7 separate regions of the Mus musculus genome follow, and all the other regions are linked to region 7. Evidence: chromatin contacts called from public HiCAR-type and promoter capture Hi-C data. All regions are on one chromosome and are shown on one strand. Each heading gives the region's core, a stretch centred on a gene start, on an enhancer-like site or on the middle of the called end of the contact. The rest is flanking DNA. Distances are from core to core; before and after follow the strand shown.

What was found. Promoter capture Hi-C pulls out the DNA fragments that hold promoters and counts their contacts. HiCAR-type assays count read pairs that join an accessible place to other places.
Region 1: a HiCAR-type map of astrocytes shows a contact between it and region 7, with 5 times the contacts expected there. The contact joins the promoter of Slain1 here to the promoter of Ndfip2 in region 7. A contact is called at or near these places in 2 of 39 promoter capture datasets (hippocampal neurons and pre-B cells), 1 of 484 Hi-C or Micro-C datasets (CD4 T cells), 2 of 115 datasets of contacts at active chromatin or transcription factors (astrocytes and large pre-B cells) and 1 of 9 other capture datasets (liver).
Region 2: a contact with region 7 is called in a promoter capture Hi-C map of hippocampal neurons, with 3 times the contacts expected there. The contact joins the promoter of 4930518C04Rik here to the promoter of Ndfip2 in region 7. A contact is called at or near these places in 2 of 39 promoter capture datasets (hippocampal neurons and neural stem cells).
Region 3: a contact with region 7 is called in a promoter capture Hi-C map of second pharyngeal arch cranial neural crest, with 2.9 times the contacts expected there. The contact joins the promoter of Ednrb here to the promoter of Ndfip2 in region 7. A contact is called at or near these places in 2 of 39 promoter capture datasets (pre-B cells and second pharyngeal arch cranial neural crest) and 2 of 115 datasets of contacts at active chromatin or transcription factors (astrocytes and stem cell-derived neural progenitor cells).
Region 4: a promoter capture Hi-C map of pre-B cells shows a contact between it and region 7, with 11 times the contacts expected there. The contact joins the promoter of 4930432J09Rik here to the promoter of Ndfip2 in region 7. A contact is called at or near these places in 3 of 39 promoter capture datasets (embryonic stem cells, maxillary cranial neural crest and pre-B cells) and 5 of 115 datasets of contacts at active chromatin or transcription factors (embryonic forebrain, forebrain, large pre-B cells and 2 more).
Region 5: a promoter capture Hi-C map of pre-B cells shows a contact between it and region 7, with 2.6 times the contacts expected there. The contact joins the promoter of Scel here to the promoter of Ndfip2 in region 7. A contact is called at or near these places in 3 of 39 promoter capture datasets (hippocampal neurons, liver and pre-B cells).
Region 6: a promoter capture Hi-C map of pre-B cells shows a contact between it and region 7, with 8 times the contacts expected there. The contact joins the promoter of Slain1os here to the promoter of Ndfip2 in region 7. A contact is called at or near these places in 2 of 39 promoter capture datasets (hippocampal neurons and pre-B cells) and 3 of 115 datasets of contacts at active chromatin or transcription factors (differentiating embryonic stem cells, embryonic forebrain and forebrain).

The regions. Positions count from the first base shown.
Region 1 is chr14:103,648,603-103,651,500 of GRCm38.p6, forward strand. It overlaps Slain1 (SLAIN motif family, member 1), which reads left to right and starts at 1,626. Exons shown (of 7, transcript NM_198014.3): 1 at 1,626-2,306. The coding sequence starts at 1,753.
Region 2 is chr14:103,897,418-103,900,193 of GRCm38.p6, forward strand. It overlaps 4930518C04Rik (a long non-coding RNA gene), which reads left to right and starts at 1,350. Exons shown (of 2, transcript XR_383716.3): 1 at 1,350-1,941; 2 at 2,064-2,776.
Region 3 is chr14:103,843,043-103,845,834 of GRCm38.p6, forward strand. It overlaps Ednrb (endothelin receptor type B), which reads right to left and starts at 1,434. Exons shown (of 8, transcript NM_001136061.2): 1 at 1,085-1,434; 2 at 1-495. The coding sequence starts at 434. All of the region lies in intron 1 of Gm35197 (a long non-coding RNA gene), which reads left to right.
Region 4 is chr14:104,025,303-104,028,439 of GRCm38.p6, forward strand. 4930432J09Rik (RIKEN cDNA 4930432J09 gene) reads right to left here and starts at 1,840. Exons shown (of 3, transcript NR_045953.1): 1 at 1,625-1,840. The region is part of intron 1 of Gm41238 (a long non-coding RNA gene); the gene reads left to right.
Region 5 is chr14:103,511,874-103,514,621 of GRCm38.p6, forward strand. Scel (sciellin) reads left to right here and starts at 1,468. Exons shown (of 31, transcript NM_022886.2): 1 at 1,468-1,595. Gm34907 (a long non-coding RNA gene) reads left to right here. Exons shown (of 7, transcript XR_003951026.1): 7 at 1-746.
Region 6 is chr14:103,698,157-103,701,274 of GRCm38.p6, forward strand. Slain1os (SLAIN motif family, member 1, opposite strand) reads right to left here and starts at 1,276. Exons shown (of 3, transcript NR_045148.1): 1 at 1,135-1,276. The region is part of intron 5 of Slain1 (SLAIN motif family, member 1); the gene reads left to right.
Region 7 is chr14:105,257,072-105,260,030 of GRCm38.p6, forward strand. It overlaps Ndfip2 (Nedd4 family interacting protein 2), which reads left to right and starts at 1,552. Exons shown (of 8, transcript NM_029561.5): 1 at 1,552-1,931. The coding sequence starts at 1,602.

The DNA of each region.
Region 1 (2,898 bases), core at 376-2,875, 1.6 Mb before region 7:
GCTGATCCCTAATTTCTTTCACTGATGTGGCACTCAGCAGCTCTTTGTTCTCTTTGTGCCTGTCCTCTCCCTTTCTTTGTGTTTCAGGGATACTGCTGCCCGCATCTGCCACTGAGCATGCGGGGAAAATCTTTCAATAGATTCTTCACTTAGGAGTTTCAGCAGTAGTACTCCACTTCTCCAGGTTTTAGTAATAACCAACAGGCCCAAAAAAAGGAAACTTGGAAAGGTGGTGGGAGATACAGGTGGTTGGGGTCAGATGGCCAGCGGGGCTCTGTGTGGAAGGTAACTTCAGGGAAGTTAGCATACACTAACTTCCAGAAGCTCTCTCCAGCCGAGTTAAATTCAGGACACCCACCTTTGCACATACACCCAAGTTTAGAGCTGTAGCTTGCCAAGTGAGAAGACACAAGTGTTTCTGAGCAGCAAGGCACAGGATCAAATTTTAAAAGATTAGAGGCAACATCCTAGCGCTGCCACAGAGATGTGCGGTATGTTTTCATTGACGTCATGTGTACAGTGCCTGAGCGAGGCCCTTCACAAGCTAGTACACCGTCTGAGGATGAAAATCAGCGGTGTGGATTGTTCTCGCACTATAACGGCAGGCTTTCCTTTGTGTTAAACCCACAAAATGCTAAGTCAACATTAACTGAACAAAACGATCGGTTCATCTGCGTAAAAGCATTTTTGTTGAAAAAATAAAAAGCATGGTTTCCAAGAATCCCCCCCCCCAAAAAAAAAAAAAAAACCAAACAAGCAAACCAACAAACAACAAAAAAGCAGGGAATGTTATACCTTTCCTCTTTTCGCTCAGGCACGTGTGACTTTAATAGTGTAAATGATTTAACAGATGGTGCACAATTTTGCTTGTATTTGCAATCACTGATGCCTGTTGTTCACTTGCTCAAAAAGCCAGCGTTTAGAACACAGTGGAGCATGCAGGAGATGCTCAAAGATCTTTTGTCTAATATAAAAGAGCATGAAAACCCAACTCTCCTTTCATGGTGAAAGACTGGTGGGGATAGTTCATATATGGCTATTTTAGATAGACTGAAGTGAACGCCTGACTCTTCAGCAGCTGGCCATCCTCCCTCATAGAGACTGGGATTTCTCACTTTCCCTCCTTATTCTCTCCTATCCCACCATTTTGTTTCTGTGCTACTTAATACTACCCTTAGCCGCATCTTTTCAAACAGACCCAAAGCATCTGTTGTTGCTTTTTTGGGGGGGGGGTGAGCATCATGTTCCCCAGACCTTTTTTCACGAGGTTTCATTAGCAGGTGGCAATACCCTGAAGTCTAAAAGTGCTCTTGTAAGAGGGCTAGCCATTGGCCCTGGGTACGTTTTTCCCCTGCCACAGACACCTGCTACTTCTTTAGATCCCGCCCCTGGCTGTAGTCCTAGAAGTGGGGTTCTCTCGCCCAAAGCGGAAGAAGTGCGAGCGGCGGGAAGTTCAGGCCAGGTCCAATCAGGCACCTGAGGTTAGGTGGTGTGGGTGCAGACGGATGCCCAGGGAGGGTCCCCGCCGCAGGTCCCGCCCCCACGACACATCCATCACCAGAAGCTCCGCCCCTCGCGCCCCGCCCCGTCCCGGGGCCTCGGCTAAAACCCGGAGCCGCTAGAGCAGAGCACGGTGCAGAGCTGCGCGGCTGCTTCTTCCTCGGCCGGAGGCTGGGCCCTGGTGCTGATGCTGGTAGGCTGCGCGAGCTGGGCCCGCGTAGCCTCCTCGCCGCGGCGCTCGGGGCTCCCGCGATGATGGCGGAGCAGGTGAAATGCGCCTCGCCGGTGGCGGCCTCCGGCGCCGGCCCGGGGCCGGTGGTGAACGCCGAGCTGGAGGTGAAGAAGCTGCAGGAGCTGGTGCGCAAGCTGGAGAAGCAGAACGAGCAGCTGCGCAGCCGGGCGGCCAGTGCGGCCGCCGCCCCGCACCTGCTGCTGCTGCAGCCGCCGCCGCCCTCCGCCCCGCCGCCAGCCGGGGCCTGCAGCCCGCTCGCCACGCACAGGGCCCCGGCCAGCACGACCTCCCCGGGCCCGGGGGCGCTGGGCCCCGCGTTCCCGGGCACCTACTGCTTGCCCAGCCCCGCGCCCTCCCTGCTCTGCAGCCTGCAGCCGGCTGACGCGCCCTTCGTCTACTCCAAGCCGGCGGCGGGCTTCTTCGGCGGAGGTGGCAGCCCGGAACCGGGGACCGCAGGGACCCCGCCGGGGGAAGCCGCCACGCCGCCGTTGCCGCCTCCAACGCTGCTGGACGAGGTGGAGCCGCTGGACCTGGAGAGCTTGGCCGCCTGGAGCGAGGAGGACGACTACACCTGGTATAGCCGAGCTCCGCCGCCCCCTCCCCCCGGAGTTGGGAGGCCCAGCACGCGGGGGCGGGGCGTGGGAGGCAGGGGACCCAGAGGCCTAGCAGGTGCCAAGCCCTGAGCAGAAGCTTTGCATGGAGGCAGAAACCTGTTTTAGCATTGTGCCTATTGGTCCGACTGGGGACTGCCATCTGCCCCGTGCTTTGCTCTTTGCTGATTACGGGGTCCCAAGCGCCTCGTTAGCCTTAAATGCACAACTCATGTCATCTTGTCGCTCAGCCCTGCTCTCTTCTCTCTCTCTCTCTCTCTGTGTGTGTGTGTGTGTGTGTGTGTGTGTGTGTGTGTGTGGTGAAGGTGCTTGTCTTCTGCTCTCCTCCACTGCTTACCGTTCTTTCCTTACAAACGAACGCTGCACAGGATTGGTGTGCAGCCCCCCTTTGGTCACATCGGAAGCCGCCTAGTGATGAGCCTCTTCTCAGACATCTGCTATTGCAGTTGAGTTGTGTAGTTATATATGCCATCTCTCTGTATTTTCATAGATAACCTTTCAGATACCGATTTGATTATTAAAGGTGTGCCATCCTGGTACGTCAGAGGCAAAGGT
Region 2 (2,776 bases), core at 100-2,599, 1.4 Mb before region 7:
ATGTAGATGTTCATCTGAGTTTGCAGCCTGAGCCAGGTCATCTGGGTGAGCTGCCTCTGCCTGCAGGCCCCACTTTTCTCAGGACACCACCCTGATGGCCCTTTTCTACCTCACCTGACATTCGTTTCTCCTTAGGATTCTCATCCAATGCATTTTAGTTAAATATGAAACAAAAAAGACAGTCATGAACATGACTCAAGTTCATCCCTAAGTTCATGAAGAGTTGTATCTAAACAAGAAATTGCCTTTTATGTAAAATGACAATCTCCTTCTCTCTCCTTCCTTCTTATCCCCACCTCTTCAGTGTGCGTGTGCGTGTGCGTGTGCGTGTGCGTGTGTGTGTGTGTGTGTGTGTGTGTGTGTTTTGGTGATTGAAACATTGGACCTCATAGATTCTAGGCAAGGGCTCTACCACTGAGCTACACTCTCAGACGCTCTTTTGGTTTTTAAATGTTATTATTAGCTCATAAAGCAGAAGCCTATGTATGACAAGCCTGGTATATTAAGCAACATTAAGAATATCTATCCTCTTGGTCTGGTTGTATAACTCAGTGAGTTAAGATACTTGCCACTGGGTCAGATCCTGATCTGACTTCAGTTCTCAGGCCCCATTGAAAGGTTAGAACTGACTCTGGCAAGTAGTCCTGTGGTCTATAGACAGTGCACGGGCAGGCATGCTTGTGAGAGTGCATGTGTGTGCGCATGCGCACACACACACACACACATCACACACACCACACAGACACACATCACATACACACACCACATAACACACACACACACACACACACACACACACACACACACACACACACACCCCACAGTTCATTAGTTAGGAAATATAACTTGTTTTATGAAAGAATTATTTTTCTTCTTGAGTTTTATATTTTCTCTGGATTTTGAACATTTTGGTATTGAGTAATTATAACAGCTCATGTTAACTGCAGATTTACTTCATAAAATATTTCAAATTTATGTCATACTTGGTATTAAGAATAATGTTATATCATATATAGTATTTCCTCCTATCTATGGCTGAGAACAAAGTGTTGAAAGATTCATTTATTAACTCTTGTTTTTATTCAGTAGATATGCCTTGAACTTTTATGCCATTCTGAGCTCCCGGGAAAAAGAAAGTTACAGGAGATAAACGTTTTCCGGCCTCATATAATTTATGTTGAATGGCAGAGTTAGCAATAAGTAAAAAACTGTTTTACTAATTTTAAGAAAGGAAATATACATGCATGTTTTGCATTAAGGAGGGCTGAGAGTGTTATGTGGGGCGTCACTGGAAAGTCAGGTGACCCTCGAATCTTCTGTGCTCTGAGCTAATGCACGGGCCGCACTGCATACTTTTCATTAACAAGAAGTTGCCCAATAGATGAAACCACACTCATTTCCCCTAAGCCTCACACCCCTCCTGCGCCTGGATGCAGTGTCAGGGTAACAGGCTGCTGCTTCCCACCAGACTCTCACACCACAGAGATGCCTTCAGCTACTTAAATCCTTCACACTGAGAAGAGAAAGGACTCTCGCTGGCCCCTCAAGTGTGAAAGTTTGATTCAGCCCGCGCTGCTAAAATCTCTATCAGTTATAACGTAAATGCAATTTAATGAGATTTCCTGCATCACTACTTCATTTTGTAAAAGATTAAGCACCTTTCACATGAGAAGAATATTTTGACGATATTTGCTGGAGACGAAGAGAAGGAAAGTGACTTGTGTGGGCATGTCTATGGTGAAGCTGTAAAGTCGGAGACTAACCAGGGTTGCCGCTTGCAAAGGCCATTTGTTCTTTCTCCTCAGAGCAGTAAAAGCAGCTGAGAAAATGGGAGTCCGGCATTTCTAGAGGGTTGTCATAGCGACAGGAGTTTGGTACAATACTGTCTATTTACTCGTCCCGACTCTTGGTTACCTCCCTCGTGACCCCGTGGAGCCTGAGGTAATGCATTCTGCACGGTAGCTGGGGTCTGAGGAGGTTCTAAGAACTTGCGGACAATTATGCATTGTGTTTCATTATTCATCACAGTGGGGTAACGTGAATCCCTCTGATGTCCACTGCAGGCTGATCTGAGGCCCCTGTTCACAAGGGAAGTCATGAGGAACGTGTATGCTGTTTTCAAAGCCTTCCCTACCTCCACCATTCTCCTTCGACTCGACAGGAATAATGTGTTTATGATGAGAAACGACTGTCCTGCTTTCTAGAGCTTGACTCTGTTCCAGACCATTGCTTTTTGTACACAAAGTGCCTCCCGCTATCAGAGAGTGGAGATATTTGCTCTGGACTACTTTATCATCTTCAAACCGTCACTGGCAGAAATGTGTGTGTGAGGTCAGCGCATTCATTCCACCAGCACCAGAAGCTAGCGCGTATCTGCGGCTGTAAATAAACAAGGGGCACGATGTTAGAAAAAAAAATGTTGGGGTTCTGACCTGCGCAAAGTCGACTGGAATGTTTCCCTAGTATTTATCCTCTGCTTTTCCAAGCTTTGTATAAACATGAATTTCCAGAATTTTTTAAGAACTGACGCTGATGAAAAAAATTCAGTCTTCTAATGAGTTTGTAAAACACATCAGATTTAATTGTTGAATACTATAAAAACAACAACAACAACAATAACAACAACAATGTGAACAGAAAGAAAAGGTGCATGTGCGTATTGAAGCAGCTTCAAAAAGAACTTTTCATTTTTTTTGTTATTTTTCATCATCAATACTAGAACAAAGACATATTTTATATGCATATTTAAAGAGTTGAAGTAGACGCTTACACTGCA
Region 3 (2,792 bases), core at 184-2,683, 1.4 Mb before region 7:
AGAGCCAGACTGGCGATCAAGATATTGGGACCATTGCGCATGCACTTGTTCTTGTAGATGATTCTTAGCAGCGTGGAGTTCCCGATGATGCCTAGCACGAACACGAGGCACGACACAATCGTGTTGATGTATTTAAAAGTCTTGCTGATCTCAATATTTCGTTGGCACGGAGGAGGGAAGGATCTTGGCGGGACTCCAGCCCCCCTCCCTCCTTTGGTCACCTCCGCAGGTGCGGAGGAACGCATCAGACTGGAGTTGGAACCTCTGGTCCAGGAGGTCTTAGTGGGTGGCGTCATTACCTCTTTAGTCCCGAGAAGTGACAGCGTGGCTTGGGCAGGTGGGAATCCTCTTTTCTCTCCCCATACCCCCAAGAAGCCACAGGCCAGCAGCAGCGCCACCAAGGCGCGTCCGCACCGGCTTGCGGGCGATTGCATGTTACAGCTTGCTCCTGTGAGAGTCTGGTAGCCGCTCTGCTGTTTTCAGTCTGGAGACCAACTGGGGAGTGAAGACAGGACACTTAAGTCAGCTACCCCAGCCAAGCCTCTGAAAACACACTAGCCCGGTTGCCTCTACCCGCGCCTTAACAGTAAGTTAAGTTTGCGCGCCAGTGGGGAACTTGGGCGCACGCCACCCGCTGGTCTGCATTCAGTCTCCTCCCGGACCCTGCTCGCAGAGTTTTAATCCCCAGCCCTGCCGTAGACCAGTCGGTGGGGAGGAGCATTCGGGCAGGGGGTGTTCCAGACTGGGGAGGGTGCGTGTCCCAATGAAAGAACACTCGTATGTGCCGGGAAGAAGCAAGCCCAATTTTAGCTAAGCTTGGGGACCCGGAGTGAAGGCACCTAGCGGCCAAGGGCATACGTCAATGCACTCAGCCAAGAACCGAGAGAATAACAGATCAGCACCAACTTCTGTGCTGTCCCAGTGACTTCAAACACTCGCCTTACAACCCAATCTCGGTTTAAATCGCTGTCGTGTGTAAGTTTTACTAATTAAAAAACCCCCGAACCACTAAGCAAAGCGGAAGCCCCAAAGCACGGTTCAGCCACAGATGTTAATTCAAAGCTAAACCAGGATGGTTCGTTACCTCGTGCGGATTGGAAGCACCAGGAGCAGCGCCACGAGCAGGGAACCTCCTTCCCAGGTTGTCAACTGCCCTAGGGAGCTTGCGGCTCTCAGCAGGCGTCCAGCTGCTCCTAAACAGGCCTCTCGCAACTGAATGCAGCTCTGGCTCTGACAAAAGACCGAGAGAATGCCAGGCAGCGGATCCTCAGCAGCTTGAGCGGGGTCTTTGCTGTCCCCAGACAAGTACTTTTATTCATTCGGTCCCTTCCCAGCATCAATCAACGCCAGACTCCTCCCGCGTTTTCTGAGCGACCTTGCCACAACCTTTTCCCTTGGGCGACGCCTGGACAGTATCAGCCCCAGCTGACCGCTGGGAGGGGCAGTCCTAGTTCAGAGTTGTGTCTCACATAAAGCTGTTTATTTCTTACTCAACGAAGAAACTAACATATCCCATGACAACCTGGGATCTGGAACCTAGGAGAGAAGGTTCTGTATCAACCTGGACTTTGAATACTCCGACTGTTCACACAAATGTCCTGTAGTGATTCCCGAAATCTGCTTGGTTTGGGGAAGTTGTCTTTCGTTTGTTCTTGTTTTTTGATTTTGTTTTGTTTTGTTTTGTTTTGCCCTTAAGTTTTAAGCCAGCATGCAGGGCGGGACGCTTTCTTCTTCGGCAGAGGGACTGCCCACCCAAAGGACCAAAAGGCCCTGTAGATCTCTCTCTGTGCCCTGTAGATCCCTCTTCCTGTGTACTGAGGTGCCATTACTAGGGGTCTTTCTACTGTTGCCTAAAGGGACCTGAGGCAGAAGACAGGAAAATACTCAGGAAGCCTATTTACAAATTCAACCTGACGCTTATTTTACCAGACAGAGCAAGGAAATGAACTCTCCCTGTCATTCTTGGCTTCTGTCTTTATGGTAGAGAAGGGAATGCTAGGGATCTTCCGTTGCGCAGAGTGGTGGGTGAGGTGCATTATTCTGCTATCAGCAAGATCCTGCTGTGCCTGCAGAGGAGGTCATCCTCTAGACCCCCTTTGTCTCCCAGCTAGTTCATTGTACAACTAGGATTTGCATCTTAGATGGGCAACGCCTATCAAATGTTTCCCATGAAGCTGGAAGCAGAACGTGCGCGTGTATGTTAAAAGGTGAACTTTAAATGTGGACTGTAGTTAAGTCTAAGGGATGGGAACTATGGCCTGGGCATGAGCACCAATTCCAAATCAGGTTGTTTTGAAGACAATGTTTATCCTCCTGCCTCAGTGAAGACAAGGTCAGCATGGAACTGCTTCACGTGGACTTTCGTGCCAACATACAGTGTTGTGCAATAAGGAATTCTTTGTGTGCTTCAGTAAGGATGTGCCTGCTCCAAGGGCAGTTTTGAACCTGTCCCTTTGACACAAGTCACTTTCACTCAGGCTTTCTTCTCTACCTCTCTCTTTCTCATCATCTCTATTAGTGTGTCTTCCATGCAATGGGAATGTCCCTGCTAATTCCTGCTGAGATGTGCCTCTGCCCTGTTTTTTAGAGCACTTGTAGACTACTAACGCTAATTTTGTACTTGACTATCGTTCTAGCTGCTTTACATGTCAATTTGCCTCAACCTGAAATTACTTTGCGGGGAGATCCTAAAGAAGACCCTGCTTGAGGGGCTGGCAAGATGGCTCAGAGGTTAAGAACACTGGCTGATCTTCCAGAGGTCTTGAGTTCAATTCCCAGCAACCACATGGTGG
Region 4 (3,137 bases), core at 590-3,089, 1.2 Mb before region 7:
GACTTGTGTCCCAGATCAGGCCCGGGTAGCCTGCTTCCCTATGTACTGCAGTCTCAGGTTACGCGCGATTGGATTGGGGCAGGCGCTGTGTTCCACTCACCAGAGGTCTTAGGATCCCGTGGGAGGTCCCGTGTGGGCCCTTGCGGGTGTTGGGCAAGACTTTGCTGGCAAGGTAGCCCGGGGCTCGAGTCGCCTGTGTCTTCTTAATGTAAGGCAAGGTTTCTCTTCTGAGCCCACTGTCTCTGGCTACCGTGATGTCTGTACTCCTGGGTCTCTTGGGCTCTTGCGGATAGCCCTGGCCATGTCCAGTCTGCTGGTCCACTTTACTTCTCTTGCAATCTGCTCGGAGCCTTCCCAGGTGCTGCTGTATATTTTCTCTCTCTTATTAAAAAAAAATCTTCCCCCTTAAAATGGATCTATCATATTGGCAATCTCTTTAGTGTACACCCCCCTTCCATACACACTGTTCTCTGAGGGGTATCTCATGGATGGGGAGCTGTGTGTCATCTTAGGGAACTCAATTTGTATTGCTGAGATAACATCTGGAGGCCACTGGCACCCGGGAACTCAGACAGAGATGTAGCTCTATCACTGATCGCGTGGGTTCGCAATGGTAAATCCATTTTTCTTTTAAAAAAGTATTTGTTTATACTGTATCCATGTTGAAGACACCGTTTGCATCTAAGGAGAACCATCTAGACCTTCCTGCAGGATATGTTGACCCAAGGTTTTCTTTTAAAACTCCATAGGCCTACATTAGATTTCATTTCTAGTGCAAAGTAGTTGAAACATTTTTTTTTTAAAAAAAGAAAGAAGAATTGTGAGATATTTCAATTAAAAGTTATACTTAAAAAAACATATTAGTAAAAATTATCTGGTAATATTTCTATTAAGTTATATTTGAGAAGATAATATTCTTATCTAGTTATATTTGATAACAGATTTGGTAAATGTAATTTTTCAACACAGTTTTTGAAAATTCTGAGTACTGGAATATACTTCTTTATGACCTTAGTGATAAATATCTTTATTGTGTATTTGTTCAATAAATCAGATAATCCCATTGACAACTATGGACAAAATATGGATCAAATGTCACATTACATTCTAAATCATGCATCTTATCCATGACTAGACACGCAAAAATAAAATACAAGACTTTGGAAAGTGTTTGGACTAAGATGTCAAAGAGGTTAATTAGCTCACATGAAAATCAAAGAAAACCATGTTTTCACACAAAATAGGAAATAAAAAAAGAAAAGAAGAAAAAAAAAAGAAAAGATATAAAGACAAGGAAATCACTCTTAGCTACAGAAACAAATTTTATTAGCTTCTCAGCACTTCAGCTCACTCTTGGTGTCATAACTTATCAATTCAAGTAGCAGGAAAGAGTAGAATTTAGAAATAATTCTGATCATTTCTTCTAAGAAGTAGAGAGAGAACAAAACCCACGCCAAAGAGAACCCTCCCTTGAACGGGTGATGGTAGAGTGAAGAAGCATAATGTGCTCAGGTGAGAGACTGGCTGCAGTCAGTGTAGCACTCACAATGCCCACGCTGCCCTGAAGCAACAGGTAGCAAAGTTCTGGGAGGAGGGGAGCAGAGAAAGAGGTTCAGGGTCCTACCTGGAATCCAGGTGGTCTTAGGTGAAGATAAAGGTGGCATTTTCTGTATTCTCATCCAGAAGTGTAGCGCGTGTCAATGGAAAGGAGCCTGGCTAAAATCAACATTTTTTATTTTGGAAGAAGAAAACAAAGCAGACATCACTTTAGGGACATCTTAAACCAGAAACAATTAAATATACTCTTTCTTGCTTTAATGGATATAATAGCCCAATGTTCTTCAAGAAACTCACTGTTCCTCCTTAACAAACCTTGGGGGGCGGGGGAGAGGGAGGTAGGGAAGTGATTAATTTAATCTGTAACTTTTTCCATTCCCAGTCTGTTCTCAGCACTTGGTGGGGGGAGCTTTAGAGTTCTTACAGCTCCCCCTACTGGTGGTAAACAGGATGTGCAGCTTTTGTACGTAAAGCTTTGGCTTGTTTATTCTGAGAACAACAGCTAAATATAACATCAGCTTGTTATTGCAAAAGCAAGATTCCTCTCGTCGTTTCCGATGTCTGAAAAAGTTCAACGCGTAAATTAAAAACACGAAGGGTCATAGAATTTTCTGGAGAAACTATTTCCCGAAGTCGGGGCAACAATGGATTCTGGACTAGAGCAATCCCACACAGTACAGCTTCAAGAATCTGTTTCTGAGATCCAGCCCCAGAAATGACTTAGGATCTGTGGGCGATCATTTCGATTGCACCGCCTTGCCTCCATGCTCTGTTCAGATTTTATCTGTAACCCTGGGCAGACAGAAGTGAGAGGGATACCAGTCAGTTTAGCTGCTGCAACACTGTCTCAAAACCCCCGCTGCCCTTGCAGTTGGGGGTCTGTCATGTGTCAGGCCTGACCCATTCAAGAGAGCTGTGGTCTACAGCTGCCGGCAGTGCAGCAGGTGCGCTGGGGATCACTGCCTGGCCTGTATCCCTGCATGTCATGCAGAGCTGAGATATTTGTACATTTCCGTTTCTTGACCAATAAAATCTCTAAAGTCTGTCTTGCCTTCATATTTCAAAGTATGAAGATATACTAGCCATTCCACATTTTTAATGGTAGCTTTAATTTTTTTTTTTACATCACTGGAGTCTCTTCATATCTGAGTCTATTCTCCTTGTTCTCAATGGTGTCTCTTTGCATAATGTGCAGAACGCCTCAGGCATTTTTGAGCGAACTGGTTTTGCTGTAGAAGAAAAGCCCAATTGCTATTTCAGGATGTGACGATCTTTAAGACTGGGAAAGTAACATATCTCCATCAATTGTAACCAAGTCTTTCGTATTTTGACAGACAGGGGTGAGAAGATCTGAAAAATCGGTGTTTAATCGATGTTTCCTTGTGCCATGATTATTCTTGTTTGTTGGACCACGCTGTCCGTTCATGCCACTTTCCTTTCTCTCGGCTTCACTTGCTACTCACTCCAAGAAACATATGTTCAAAGTCAAGCTGATTACCTTTAAAATGCATTGCTAATTATTAAAACTCAAGGCACGTTTGATATGAATTTCAGCTAGACAGTGGCTTCCATGACCAGGA
Region 5 (2,748 bases), core at 218-2,717, 1.7 Mb before region 7:
TGGAGGCAATGACACATGGGTCCTTGGGGGCTCTTGGTTGCCCAGAATGAGATCTGATGCAAGAAACCCATCTCACAAAATAAGGTAGAGAACAACTGAGAAAGACACCTGAGGTTAACTTCTAGCATATGAGATGTGTACACAGATGCATGTGCACCTATGTGCATGTGTGCAAACAGACACACACACAAGCAAAATCATGTATACATATATTCTGTACATCATGAGTCAGGACTATATGTTTCACTGTGAAAACAGTCTTTGCTTTAGAATTTCCAACCCCTCAGCCTAGAACTGAGAAATGAACATCCAGGAGATCTCCAGCTTCAATCCATCCTGCAGTTGCCTGGCCCCCTCCCGTGGATGTTTCTCCTTCTTGTTATTCTTGTCATACACACAGCCAAGCCTGACACAGTTTTTAGGAGCCATCTTAAGGAGGTTAATTATTGGTGTGCTGATGAATTGAGATGACCCAGGAAACAGATGATCCAGTCCCCTTGAGCAAAGCTCCCGAAAGCTAAGCTCCCTTAAATCCTTCTTGCTGTTGTGAAAGGTTCACTTCAGAGCCTGTTAGAGAGGAGCCCCCACAGACACCCCCACTGTACTCACCAGGATGTCCTTCTGTGTTCTTTCTTCACAGCAGCAGAAGGAGCTTCGATGCAGGAATCTATGCCACCATCAGCTGGAAAAGAAGCTTCAACTATTCTTACCACATTAAACGTTAATTAAAATTCTATTGAATCATTGGTGCGCGTGTGTTTGGATATGCATGTTGGGGTCTGCGCGTGGTCAGAGACAACCTGCAGGAATCAGTTTGCTCTCTCTACCATGTGGGTCTCAAAGATTAAAGTCAGATCAACAAGCTTGGCCACAAGAGCCTTTACCACGGAGCGGTTCTGCTGACCATCTTTAAAATGTTTTTTTAAATATTGTGAAATAATTTAAGGGTTAAGATTCTTACATTTGGGGTGTGCTATTCCTTTGATGTCTGTATAAAAATGTTCGGAATGTGGACTTTCTATAATGGATTCTGCCTACATCTTCTGGTCCCAGAGTTCATGTAAATGTTCCTTTCCCAACTGGGCAGTCTGCTCCTGGTACACATGTCTGTGACTTCACACCCCAAGTAGTAGATGGAGGGAGAGAGAGAAGGAGGGGGGTGGGTGGGAGGGAAGAGAGATTCCCAGTTCTGCTTCTCCAGCTCTGCTTTGCTTTTTAAAAGGCTCATTTACAAGTGGTTGACTGGGCTGCCTGCTTGCCAGTATTGTGCGTTGATCAGTTGAAAGAGCGATAAGGAACATTTCAAATAACCACGAGTTATTTGAAGAACTTCCCCACAGAGACAGCCGTCCTGTGAATGAGACTGTTTTTGTTGAGCTGGTATTTGTACAGGGTGACACCCTCTTTCACACGGCCTGCCTCCTCCCTGCGTGACTCAGTGTTGAGAGAGAAGCCTCTAAGCTGTTCATTAACAGGCGAGCGGAGGTGGGAAGTGCACCCAGGAAGCGCCAGGTGCACATTTGTTTCAGCCGGATCCACTTGGGGAATCACTGCGGGCCAGTTAGCCAAGAGTCCCGGGTTCCTGCGCAAGAAAGGTGAGTTGAATTCTGCTTGCAGAGACGAATACAGCTGCTTTGTGGTTTGTGCAAACTTTTCTGTTGCCCCTCCAAATGATTCAGATCAGGGCTGTCTGTGTCTTCTTTGACTTGTTTCTAAATTGACAGCCTATGATGAGTAGCCTGTGTGCCAATAGCTCTACACTTCTAGTTTCCACGGTCTTTAACTTGGCCATTGTACACATCACGGCATTACAGATACGAAGAGCTCTTTGCGTTTCCCACTGGAGCTGGTGTCCTGGAATCCTACTTCTCATAGAAATAATAAAGCTTTTAAATCAAGGACTCGGCACTCACGGGTTTGTTTTCTCCAGTGACTATAAAACTGTTTCATAAAAAGAGAGCTTTCTGTTTTTCATAAGTGATGCTTCTAGTGAAATATTAAACTTTATTGGTTTTACAAATAGCGTAATATCTTTTTTCTCAAGTGTGACAAAAACTGCAAACCCATTCAACCTTAATATCTCCAAATAAGAAAATCCCCCTTGCTTACATAAGAGATTCATGGGATGGAGTAAGGAGGGGGCGACGTGGAGATGTGTGATTCTTCATGGGGGTTGTGGGCACATGACCAATTTTGCTATATTATGTTTTGAATTAGCTGGAGACTGGCTTAAGGTAGACAGAAGTAATTTCAACTTCTCTGCCCTTCTTACTCCTGAAAAGTCAGCTGGCTTGTCTGACTTTTTTTTTTAGATCATTTATGTTTATGATATACAGCAGAAATCAGACATAGCTTGTTAGCAACTCTTTCCTCCTGAAGACCTGGCTCTATTGAAGAACTGGGTGTTTCGTTGCTTCCTATGACTGACCAAGTTACCCAAAATCTTAGAATAGCTGAGATGTGTCAGTGCTCAAGTCCCAAAGATTTACAGAAGAGCTTGATTCCTTTGTTTTCCAACAAGAATAGTCAACAGAATGCCCAAGGACAGCATGAGTGGGCTACAGTTTTATTTTCATGAAATTGAAAACTGGCTTTCACTTCTGTAGCTGATGAGACAGATATGGCTTTTCTGATAAAGGCTACGCTCTAGTATTTAAAGTGTTGGGGGAAAAAAAAACTAAGCAGTTAAGAGTTTACAAAGACCGTTGGATGATTTTAAATGTCAAGATATACAGAGACTACATGGAA
Region 6 (3,118 bases), core at 26-2,525, 1.6 Mb before region 7:
GGTCAAACCACTAACATGAAAGATATGTCTATGTATATGCAAATGTTCTACAACATGCGGGGCTGGAGAGATGGCTAAGTGATGAACTGGCTGCTCTTTCAGAGGACTCCAATTTGGTTCCTAGGCCACATCATAGCTCACAACCTTTTGTAACTCTAGTTCTAGGGGATATGATGCCGTCCTTTGGACTCTGGACACTAGGCATACACAGACATACATTCAGTCAACACACCCACATGATTGATTGATTGATTGACAGATGGTAGAAATATATATGTGTGTGTGTATAGTAGAAGATATATAGATAGAATATAGAAGATAGATGGATAGTTGGATAGATAGATGTAGATGATAGACAATAGATTGATAATTTCTCAAGTTTGAAAACATCCCAAATGTTAGTCTAAGGCTTGTTTCCCAGCATTTTAGATAGAGCACTCAGCCTGTGTCATGGTTTACTGATTTTTACCAGGCTGTGAGCTCTGGACTTGGACCTTGGTTCGTTGTGAATGAATGAGTGAAATAAACATGAGTTCATGAATGAATCTATATCCATTAAATAGTTAAATTAGTAGGGTGTCTAATGAAGGCAAAGCTGATTCACGAATTTACTAATGATGCAAAACAGAGAGGCCTGTTCACTGACTGATGTCAGTTATTTTTAGACAGCAGGCTAATTATGAAGAATTTTACCTGAGGAAAAATATACATTCTAGGTCTGAGTAAATGAAGACTAACAGTGTAAGTATGAAGCAATAGAAAAATGTTTCGTCTTTAGCAAATATAGGACGATAAGGAATGTGTTGATTGTAACTTTGTGTGTGGACAATAGTCTTTGAGTGCCATAATAATTAACACAACACAAAATAGGAAGGAGTGTTCATGATTTTGGATTTCTAGCTTTGAAATACTAAAAAACTAATGCGAGCATGTTGGAAGGAAATGGCCTGTGGCCAGAGCTGAGACCATCTGAACTGCAGAGTAAATAATAATAGATTATAATTGATAGTGCCATATAAATATCTCTGGGTCCATGCTTAACAAAGCAAAAAACAAGGGATGGATGGGGGGGATTCTCTATAGGCGGGATTCTATTTAAAATACATAAAGAATTAAGATAGAAAAGTCACGTACAGGAAAGCAGAACAAACAAGAGGCATTACTGTGCATTAGGTCGGTCACTCTGCGGTTTGGATGGGAATGGCCCCCATAGCTCTACATTTGGATGCTTGGTCAACAGGGAGCATCAGGATTGGTCGATAGCATTAGAAAGGAGGAGGAGAAACAGCCTTGTCGGAGGAAGTGCGTCATTGGGGGTGGGCCTTGTTGGAGGAAGTGCATCACTGGGGGTGGGCCTTGTTAGAGGAAACTCAAAGCCCACACCAGACCAGTCTCACTCCCTTTGTTCTTGTGGCTATGGTCCCCAGCTCCAGCCCCAGCACCTGCCTGTATGCCGCCCTGCTCCTGTCATGTCAAGCCTCTCAAACTGTAAGCAAGCCCCCAGTTAATTGCTTTCTCCTTTGAGAGTGCCATGGTCATGGTGTCTCCTCACAGTAACTCAGATGTTCCCATTTCAGGTTTAGGGCTTAGGATTCTGCAGAGGCTGGGGAGAAAACTTCATCAACAAAGGACTGTGTCGTCAGACTGGACCTCGGGTTTTATGAAATCCAGGCATCATAACCTTCCTGACTTTTTCATTTCTTACTTATAAAACTCAAATGATGTCTATCTTTGCTATTTTCTTCTGGTAGCTATTATTTCTTTTTAATGTGGGTCCCTTACATATTTTGACTGTAAGGGACATAGTTCATCAGTAGGACCCTTCTTTTTTTCTTTTTTTTCTTTTTTTGTTTTTTTGAGACAGGGTTTCCCTGGCTGTCCTGGAACTCACTTTGTAGACCAGGCTGGCCCGGAACTCAGAAATTCGCCTGCCTCTGCCTCCCAAGTGCTGGGATTAAAGGCGTGTGCCACCACCGCCCAGCCAGTAGGACTCTTCTTGAAAGCTACTCTGTACTGTCATTTCAAATGAAATTGGACTTTCATTGAGTCCACCAGACACTTTTGGGTGAATCAGCAGCAGTCTAAGCATTCCATATTAATATGTAGTAAGGTTTTGTTGATTTAAATCTTATTCAATGTGTCTTGGCAATGTTTTATAGACTTTTGTTTTGAGAGATTCTATAGCTCTAAAATTAAGCTTATTTCAAAGTATTTACTTTTTTATAAATAGTGGGTTTTTTTTTCAAATTTAGCTTCTACTAGTTTTATGGTATATCAGTTTTCTCCTTTCTATAATAAAACACCTGAGAAGCAATTAAGGAAGGAGGAGTTTATCTTGGCTCACAATCCATCATGGCAGGAAGGCATGGAGCAGGTGGCTGGTCACATGACATGTGCACAGGGAGGCAATACAGGTGCTCAGCTGGATGTTTTCTTTCTGTGCAGTCTAGAACCCAGCCGATAGCATGGTGCTACCCACATTCAGGAGAGTTCTTTCCTCCTCAATTGAAGAACTCCTGGAAAGCCTTCTTTGCCCAGGGCCTGTGTTTCCATGGTGATTCTAGTCTGGTCGAGTTGACAGTGAAGAGTCACAGTCACAGATGCTAATTAGGATGTAATTGTTCTTCCTGTTTTGGTTTTCTATCCAGGGACCTTGCTGAATTCACTTCTCCTAACAGTTGAGGGGCTCAGTATGTACTCAACTTAGTAGGTTCACATTACCAACAAAGCAGGTTGAAGAATGTTCCTAAAATTGCAACTGAGACAATGCAGTCTTCCATTGTCATGAGAACAGACCACCATGTGCTGGAACACCACATAGTAACACCATAGCACGTAGGGCTCTCATGCACCTAATATCGGGTAAAAGGAGCTCCACACGAAAAGGAACATGGGATGGGATTCCAGTGTAGGGATGGGCAGCGTGCAGTGACAGAAGAGGAAATGTGTTCTCTCGGGAGATGTTCTCCCTGGGGTGGAGTATGGGAGTCTCTGAGAAGCTCGTGACACTGTCCTTCTTGAGATGGGGGATCATGAGCATGTTCACTGAAGAAGGTCACCAGCATGTGTACTTCAGGCTGATTATAGATAGTGTTTCTGAGAAGATGAGCCAGATTCA
Region 7 (2,959 bases), core at 302-2,801:
ATTTTAAGATGATCCTAATAGAGATCTGATAAATCATCTGAAAAATAAAAATATCAGAAAGACTTAACTTTTCTAGCTACAACTATACAAAGTTTATTGAACTTTGTTGGATCTGGCCAGTTGTACCAGTCTCATCTGGCTTCCTTTCTTTCGGCAATCTCATCTGCACATGTATGAAGCAAAGTGAGAGATGGTCTCCAGGTTTCCCTCCCCGGATCCCCAGGAGATCTCCATAGTAAGAACAGTTATGGGGAAAGGGCTTGATTATCTTAAAAAGAACAGTTGGGCCAGATCGAGTAGGGCCACAGATCTCAGGGTACAAGAAGCAGATGTTTGGGTTAAAAGGTACCTTTTGCTGGTCTGCCATAGTCTTCTAATTGTTAGAGAAACATGCTCTGTGCCGAGAGAGAGAGAGAGAGAGAGAGAGAGAGAGAGAGAGAGAGAGAGAGAGAGAGAAAAGAAGAAGAAGAAGGAGGAGGAGGAGGAGGAGGAGGAAGAAGAAGACAAAGACGAAGATGAAGAAGAAAAGGAGAAGAAGAAGAAAAGGAAAAGAAGAAAAGAAAAAGAAAAGAAAGAAAAAGGAGAAGAAAAAGGAGAAAAAGAGAAAGAAAAAGAAGGAAGAAGAAAGAAAAAGAAGAAGGAAGAAGAAAGAAGGAGAAAGAAGGAGGGAGGAGAGGAGAGGAGAGGAGAGAGAGGTGTCACAGGGTATTATGATGCGCCACAAAAACTGATTCTTTACCATTATCTTAGGAATATCTGAGTATTATTAGCACACACACAAAAATCCTACCTCACTTCATTATTTTCTTCTGTCCTTCCCATTTCCTATTTCTAAAGGCCTCTTTCTCTGTATGTCATCAGAATATGTTTGAAGAATTTGTAAATCTCTTAGAAACAAGGGGGCAAAAGAAAGAGGAGGGTAAAGCCCTATTCAGGATTTTCAGAGTAATGAAACTGTTCAGTATGATATATAATAGTTAGGGTATATTTGTCAGAACTCCTACAACGTACAATGTTCAAAATGAACTCCAATGCAATCTATTATGGATTCTAAGTGATTGACAATGGTACGCTGTCAAATGGGTTTAACATTTGTCACAAATGAGCTGTTCTACTGAGGAAGGCTACGCGTGCTCAGAAGCAAGACTGTCTTTTTTTTTTCCTTCCTCGAAATTTTACTGTGACTTTAAAGCTGATTTTATATATGTATATGTGGTCTTTGTATATGTATATGTCCCTGGTATTTGGTAATTCATTACCTCATTAATGATTTCGAATGAGCGCCTTTTTAGGCCTGTCCTGAGATGGATCTCTTTGAGATGCTCTAGGCTGGGGACTAATAAAAGGGCGACCTGTCCTCAGGTGCTCTAGGAATGCAGCGCCTCCACCCTCCGCAGTGACGATGCATCCTCTCGCCCCACAGTGAAACCTGCCCTCACAGGAAAATCCAATCAAGTGGGACGATTTTTTTTTTTTTTTTCTTTTCCGCTTCGGTTGCCACCGCCCACTGTCGACTAGATGACAACCTAGAGGGCTCCCGGGGACTTGCCTGACTCTTCCATCTCCTCCCACCTAGGGACACCTCCGGAGCCGGGCGGCGGATGGGACGCCGGCGGAGCCAGAGAGCATGCGCGTCCGCGCCGAGCATGCTCAGTAGCGCGCGCGGCTCCCCGGAGCTCCGGCGCCGATCGGCGAGCGACGCGGAGCTCTCCGCTGGAGCCGAGGGAGCGACAGGAAGTGAAGCGGCCCCGCCAGGCGACCTCGGCGGCAGAACCCGAGGCGGCGGAAGAGGCTCTGCGGCGGCGGCGGCGACGACGTCGACCCGGGAGGCCGAGGGAGCTGAGCGCCGAGGGGACACGCCCGCTCGGAAGCCGGACCCCGAGGCGGGCAGGATGGATCACCACCAGCTGGGGACTGGTCGCTACCAGGTGGTGAGTGCGCGGGCCCCGGGGAGGACGCTGGCCTCGGGGCGTCCCGGCGGGCCCCTTCCCGCCCAGCCCACCTCTCCGCCAGCCCCCGGCCGCAGTCGACGGCCAGCGCCCCGCCGAGCCCCCTCCCCGGCGACGCTCCCCGACTCACCCCGGCTGGCTTTCTTTCCCCTCCTTCTTCCCTGACTCACACACCCGTGAGCAGTGAGTGGTGTCCCCCTGCGGCGGGGCAGGGTGCAGGTACCTGTCAGGGAGTCGACCCGACCGGTGGCCTGAATTGTGTGAGGTTATAGAGTGGGGTGCAGCAGGGCTACAACCGGCGTGAGGGGTAGAGAAGAGCTGTGATGGGGAAGGTGCCTCTCTTCTAGTTAACCTTGTCATTTTGCCCTTTTCCATTGTGTTAGTATTACAGTGATCGTTTTTTTTTTCTTTTTTTTTTAAATCTGTTCCTGCTTTGCCTGTGTTCGTGTGTGCAGCGCTTTATTAGAAAAAAAAATCAAACCTTGTTTGAAATGAAATAGTTTTCATTTAATACAGAGTTTTAAAATCACTCAAGTATGTAAACCACCAGCTATGCTTAATGAGTGAAATGCGCCCTGTATTTTCTTTGTCAGAATCTCTGTATTTTACACCCTGTGTGTTTTAGTGATGTCATTGGAGATAAATATTGTGAATAGCATTGTCAGCAATATTTACTTTATTGCGTTTTCACTTATAAACTTTTAGATAATTTAGTGGAACATAGTTACGGGGGGAGAGAAGAAAAGCATTTGTGCATATTGTTGCTATTGCGTGTCGGGTTTATAAGATTGCACAGTTAGTCCTATATGTCATCTTTTCTGTCTGTCTGCATGTGTGTTGTGCCTTTTGACAAATCTGAAGGATTGTGGTAGAGACTTAAATTTTCATTTTTTCTTTGGTAAGAATTCTCTGTCATTTGTGTCTATTTGCTATAGCATGGCCAGGTGATTTAGATTATGAACTTTCTGAAAATTATCAACATTTTCAGAATGGCTTAGGAAATAGAAATC